Regions from separate parts of the Arachis hypogaea genome. Here region 2 is linked to region 1. The links are chromatin contacts, called in public Hi-C maps. All regions are on one chromosome and are shown on one strand. Each heading gives the region's core, a stretch centred on a gene start, on an enhancer-like site or on the middle of the called end of the contact. The rest is flanking DNA. Distances are from core to core; before and after follow the strand shown.

Region 1 (3,305 bases), core at 476-2,975:
AGTTGTTGAGAGTAGTGCAGAGGGTCACTGTTTTAGGCATGGAGATATATATATCTCGAAGGAAAAAATAAAACATGAAAATCGAAAACACTATTACTAGCTAGCTAGTGGACTTTAATTTGAAGATAAGTATAGTAGTGTATATATGACTCAATTGGTGCAAACAAATTTCCTACTAGGTTAGCTACTTGTTTGTAATGGATGGAGAGCCTTCGTTTTCTTTTCTTTATGACATGGACAACAATAATAGAGATAGAGGGCCTAGCTAGTAGCAATTAAAGGCCTTCAATGAATCTGAAAAAGGTAGCAGCAGGCTTTCAGGTACTATGAATTCTTCTCCCAAAAGGAAACCAACTGCGATGCATTCAATTTGCGGAATCCTGACATGCCATGCCACATCAGTCAAACCCCCTAGCTTTCTCCATCTAAATCCAATCCCTTATCTTTTCCCATATAATATTAATAATACTAAATTAACTAGTGGGATGCTAATAAGCTCTAATTAATTTAATTGATCTATTCAGAACCAAATTAAACGTCGTATCGTATATAACTACCATAACATATATATACTGTTTAGTAACTGTTTCTAATGTATCATTCACCTTTGCGTATCAATTTTGGATTCCAATCAAATAATATGATTTTCTAACCAACACTTTGGTTAACAAATTTCATGCACGAAACCCATACTTCATATATATATATATATATATATATATATATATATATATATATATCTCATATCATATGCATTAATCAATTTGTTCGTATGCGATGATGATATACATGATTTTACGCAAAACGATATAAGTATGTTGTGGAAGAAAAGGGAAAGAAAAAGTTGAAGCTAGATCATACATTAAATATACATATCCATATTTTTATAGCTGTATTCACAACTTATATTACTTAGCTCGATAGAAAAAGCAACTCATCAAGCGAAGATCAAAGATATAAACACACATGCAATTTCGCGTCGCACACAAAGCTCTACTACTTGGACACAGAGTAATATAAATAGTCACCTAATTAATTAAGACTAATACTAATTAATATAGCTAGCTAGCTAGTAGTAGTGGTAGTAGTGGTGGTGATTGATGTTGATCTGATCTAAGCTTCTTGTTTATTTGTTTTAACACATGACATCCTTGAGAAGCTTGTACCTGCGTGTGGCGGTTCTCGGCGAGGGCGTTGGGCTCTTTCCCTTCTCTGAGGCGGTAATCTCTACTTCGCGATCATGATGCTTGATTTTGTCGCCGGAATATTCCGAACGGTTGGTTGTTCCGGCAAGAGATGGCGGTTTCTTGGAATTGGAAGCGACGGTTTTTGCGGTTTGGCACCAATCGCACAGTTGTATTTCAGGTAACTCCCCGTAGTAGTTGCTGCAATACCTGAAATTGAAAAGTGAGATCATGAATTCATGATCCGATCCTTCAATCTGAGAGAGGGAGGTAGCGTAGATAGGAGTATACTTACGAGTGCTGAAAGCGGTGGCGGCATTTGTTGCATCGGAAAAGCTTGTCGGGGAAACCAACGTCGCCGCACATGCAGCACACCGTCTGAAGATCCACCATAGCACTCTTGAGAGCGAGAGAGAGAGAGAGAGAGAAGGAGACAGAGTGTAAGGGTAGTGTTTGTTATATATATATATATATAGAGAGAGAGAGAGAGAGGGGGGGTACGGCTAGAGAAGATGAGTCGGTGAATGAATGAATTTGTGATTAAAAAAAACAAAAATAAATAATAAAATATATTTAACAGTGATCAAAATTTATTATTTATACAGTACATTATCAAAATATTTGTATATAAATATAAATAATTTAATTTATTTTTAATATATATTAATTTTAGCATATGTATATATAATATAATTATATTTTTATAATTAATTTAATTTTTTTAGTATAATAATTAATAAAATATTTTTAATTTATATTTTTAAATATTAATAGTTAATTATTATTAAAAAAATAAATTTTATTAATTCTCCAATATTTTTCGATAATAAATAATGTGTAGTGATAGAGAGAGACACAGTTGCTCGCAGTCGCTTTCAGTTAGGGCAGCCGGTACAGTGAGAGAAACCTAAATAACATTAAAAAATATATTAAAATTTGATATTTATACTATTTTTACACTATGTACCTCAAGAGTTTACGTCTTCCTTTTTTAGTATTAATATATTGGCAAATTCTTTATTACTTTTAAATTTGGTGTGAAGTTATAACTTATTTTTTTAAATAAATATTAAATAATTAAAATTAATTTATTTTTATATATTTTAAATTAATATTAATTTTTGTTTTCTTAATAAATTAAATAACTATATGTAAATACTATAATAATTACTTAATACATTATATTTTTTCTCTCCTCACTTTATAATTTTAAAAAATATTATATGCAAATTAAAAATTAATTACTAAGTTAATTATATATTTGTATATAAATATATATTATTTAATTTATTTTTAATTTATATATTTTATATTAATTAATTTGGTGGTTAGTTTTTGATATATAATTAAAATAATTGTTTTTAACAAGATATATATTGGTGATCATCAATAAATTGTTAAAATTTTATCTGTCTGTGCTTTTTTTCAAGAAAGAAAAGAAAACATAATCAATTTGTATAATTTCTTTGTTTATGTTAACTATATTTGACTACAATATTATTAACCATGTAGGATTTATTTTTAACTAAAAATATGTAACATATATAAAAAGAAAAGGGAAAAAGTCCATGTAACACTTAATTATAACAAGAAAAAGCATACACTCAAATCACACTTTTTTTTTCCTTGGCCATCCTCATCAATTTCTTAACATTTTATTTGGATGGAAAATGAAAAATGAGAGGAAAGAAAATGAAAGAAAAGAAAATAAAAGAAAAAGTTGATTTTTTTTTATATGTTGTTTGGATGAAGAGAAAATAAATGAAAAGAAAATAAAAGAAAATTTTTTTATGTTTGGATAAAAGAAAAAGTAAGAAAATAGAAAATCATAACTAAGTGAAATTACATTAATACCCTTCTTTATATTATATATAAATTATAATATACCAATATATTTAAATTATTTTTTTAATAAAAAAATTATCTAAATTATGTTTCAAAATTTTAACGTATTTTTTTCATTAAAAATAATATTTTTTAAATTTATTCTTTTCTATTATCTTTTAATGTCATTTATAAAATATATATTATTCTTTTTAAAAATATATAAATAAATAATTTCGTAAAGAACGATAAAAACTACATATGCTTTATATTATTAATCTCCTTAAGCATATTAAA
Region 2 (3,305 bases), core at 347-2,846, 36 kb after region 1:
TTTCTAGTTACATTACAATAAGTAATTAAATATACTTATAAAATTGATGTAAACGGGTGTCAAAATCATAATTGATATATATAAAAAATACAGAATCAAATCAATGATTGTGGAGAAGAAGTGAAGAACAATGACACTATTCTTGAATGGAAATGCTTGCTCTGACGAATAATTCGAAAAAGAAATAAAGTTAAAAAGAAAAAAAAATTCTCATTTCGCTGGTTGATTCACATAATTTTAGCGGGAGTATAATTTTTCATTAAAGAGAGAAAGACAGGTATCTTAGGTTGAAAAAAATAGACTCAATATTCCCACTAGATACATACATTACATAGAAAGGAAAAAATAGAATGTTTTCTAAAAAATAATTTACTATTAGAAAGAATAAATTATAAAAAGATTTATTTTATTTTTTTCTAAAAGAATATGTTCAACAACTAAAATTGGTTAAATTGATAAAAATATATATTGTTCTTTAATTAATAAAAAATATTTAAAAATCAACAATCCCATAAAATGAATTACGAGTAAATTTGTTTATAATTATTGAATCATTTTTAAATATTTTTTATTTTATTAAATAAAAATACTGTATTTTTTTATTAAGTTAATTTTAATTTTTTATTTATTATATTTTATATAAATAATTTATATTTAAAAATTATAATTTTAAAATTTAAAAAATACTTTTTTTGTTTGTTTAGAAAGGCATTAACATTTGTCGCAATTATCACGGTAAGAGCAGGCAAATAGCCAAATACAAAGCGGTAAGCGTAACGGTGAAACTATTACACCAGCCAAAGAGTGAAAAGACGGTAATACCCAAAGAAAAAGTGATCATCATGTTCACAAGTGGGTGTGTTGGTTTTGTCGTATTTGGAAAAGGGACGTAATCGTCAATAAATAAATTTGTATGAACAAAAAGGGAAACGGAAAAAGGAACAAAAGAAAGGACTACAAAGTGAGTCATGTATAGGACTACAAAGTCTCCTACGCCATAAATAGAACTACGAAGTGAGGGCTTAACTACTGTGCTCTACAATTCCATGGACGGAAAGCTATGTCCTATGTACATTTTGTGGGGTCATCTCATGCGAAACACGTGCGCCGTAGCAGTCAAGATCATTAATAATTTATATGTGAAATCAATGGCGTTCATTATTATAGTGGTTAGCTTTGAGCCGATTAACTATTTTAAGGTGATAAACCAACTTGGATTGATCGAGTAGTCAGCTCATTTATTCGCTTAAACAAGTGTTGAGAGTTTGAACTTCATTTTGTGCATGCAATAATTCATTGACCAAAAACAAATTCTTAAATAGAACTTAGATCTGCGACGAATTAATCTTTAACCTGTCAAGTTATGAGATACTATTTAGATAAATCAAAAAATTATTTTAAAGTGATAAAATAATCAATTCATTTATAATATCGCTTTATATATGTAATAATTTATTTATCAATACACTCTTAAATGGAAGTCAAATTTACTCATCTTCGCCTGTCAAGTTTTGAGATGATAAGCATCGTGTGGGACCATATTCGCTCTTAGTCTTCCTTTCGCTTCAAAAATTATTATGTGTTGTTGTGGGTGGGTTTGGGAGAGAGATAGATGATCCACTTGTGGCCCTTTATGCTCTCTTACTCTAAATAATATATTATATATGTCACCATCTATTGCATAATGCACACCTTAACTAGTGAGTAATTAAATTCAGAGGCTACCACGACATATGCTCAATACATGCACCACCGTCCACCGCCATTATTTGTAAATTCAGAATCAGGCACGCCCCTCTGCTCCCAACTCACTACAGAGACTCCTCAATATATAATATGAATTAGATATTCCGATACTAAATTCCTATTAGAATTACGACCATATTAATTTTATAGTATTAGTCATTATTCAAATTATATATCTTTTAATCGAATTATATATAATTTTATTTTTTAAGTTTAGCTTAGATTATATTATTAATGAATTTAATAGTTAAATTAGTCCTTAAAAGATAATTTATTTATTAAATTTATTTTTAAAAAATTTTATCAATTGAATTGATCTTTTAAAAATTATAAATTAATTATTTTTATTTTTCAGTTACTCAATTAATAATTTTCATCAACAATTGATGACACAAACATTAACTCACATTATACATAATGTCTAGATTATTTAATTAGACACTGAATAAATATATTTATAAAAATTTATCAATTTAGTATCATAAGATTATATTAGGTTTATGATTTATATATATAATTAATTAGACTAAATTGATTTTTATAAATATATTTGTTCAACGTTTAATTACATATGATAGGTGTCATGTATGATATCAGTTAATATTTTATATCATCAATCGTTGACGGAAACTATTAATTAAATGATGGAAGGACAAAAGTAATTAATTTATAATATTTAAATGACTAATTTGATTGATAAAAATTTTCAGGGACGAATTTAGAGAATGACTCATCTTACGGAAACTAATTTGATCATTAACCCTATTATTGATCGACAAAACTTGAGAGTTGTAATTTGTTACTCAAAAAATGAGTTATAACTCAATTTTTATTATACATGATAAGTCGTAATATAACAATAAGATTAAAATTATTTATCAATTCTATATCTATAAAAGACACCTTTTATATTTCAATAAAAGACCGATAAGATAAATTTTATGATTTTTATGTCTTATAAACTATTTTATATTTATATTGATAGAGTTTTTTTATCTTTTAAATACTTATTAACTTGAATCTTAAAGTGTCTTTTTTAAATATGGTTATGGATTATTTACTCTCACTTTGTGTGGGAGTATCATTAACTACTGTATAAATATTTATAAAAAAAAAGTTGGCTTTTTATTTTTGAAAAAATCAATAATTAGATATTGAGCCCTCAATTTATTTTTTTTTAGACATTTTTTCCTTTTTTTATTTCAAATTCAAAGAAGAAAGAGGAAAACTTAGTAGATCTTCTTTCAATCACTGACATCGTTCTCTCTTTCTCTCTCTCTTCGGTCACTCGTTCTCCCCTGCATCATGCTTGTTCTGCTAGAATTTTTTTTCTTTCACTCACCGTTGCTTGTTCTATGTTCCTCTCTATTCGTGATCTCGCTCTTTCTCTGATCCTCGCCACCACAAAACGCTTCTGCCGCTGCTGCCACAACACTCGGGTCCATCATTTCATTCGTTTTTGTCATTTCTTTGTCCCTCTTCTTTACTAGTGACTTTGATCTTTGTCCTTCTTCCTCCACCTCTGCCTTTGCGACCTACTCCTTTAATGTTCTATTTTA

What was found. Hi-C and Micro-C count contacts between places; a contact is called where the count stands out from the background.
Region 2: a contact with region 1 is called in a Hi-C map of leaf, with 1.9 times the contacts expected there. The contact joins the enhancer-like site here to the promoter of LOC112735643 in region 1. A contact is called at or near these places in 4 of 8 Hi-C or Micro-C datasets (leaf and an unstated tissue).

Annotation. Positions count from the first base shown.
Region 1 is chr2:7,591,349-7,594,653 of arahy.Tifrunner.gnm2.J5K5, forward strand. It overlaps LOC112735643, which reads right to left and starts at 1,726. Exons shown (of 2, transcript XM_025785174.2): 1 at 1,480-1,726; 2 at 859-1,394. The coding sequence starts at 1,577. The coding sequence ends at 1,136.
Region 2 is chr2:7,627,930-7,631,234 of arahy.Tifrunner.gnm2.J5K5, forward strand. No RefSeq gene overlaps it. Among protein-coding and RNA genes, the nearest start is that of LOC112735653, 36 kb to the right of the region's middle. Within about 2 kb of position 1,597, at least 3 of the 3 cell types and tissues checked have open chromatin away from gene starts, as enhancers often do.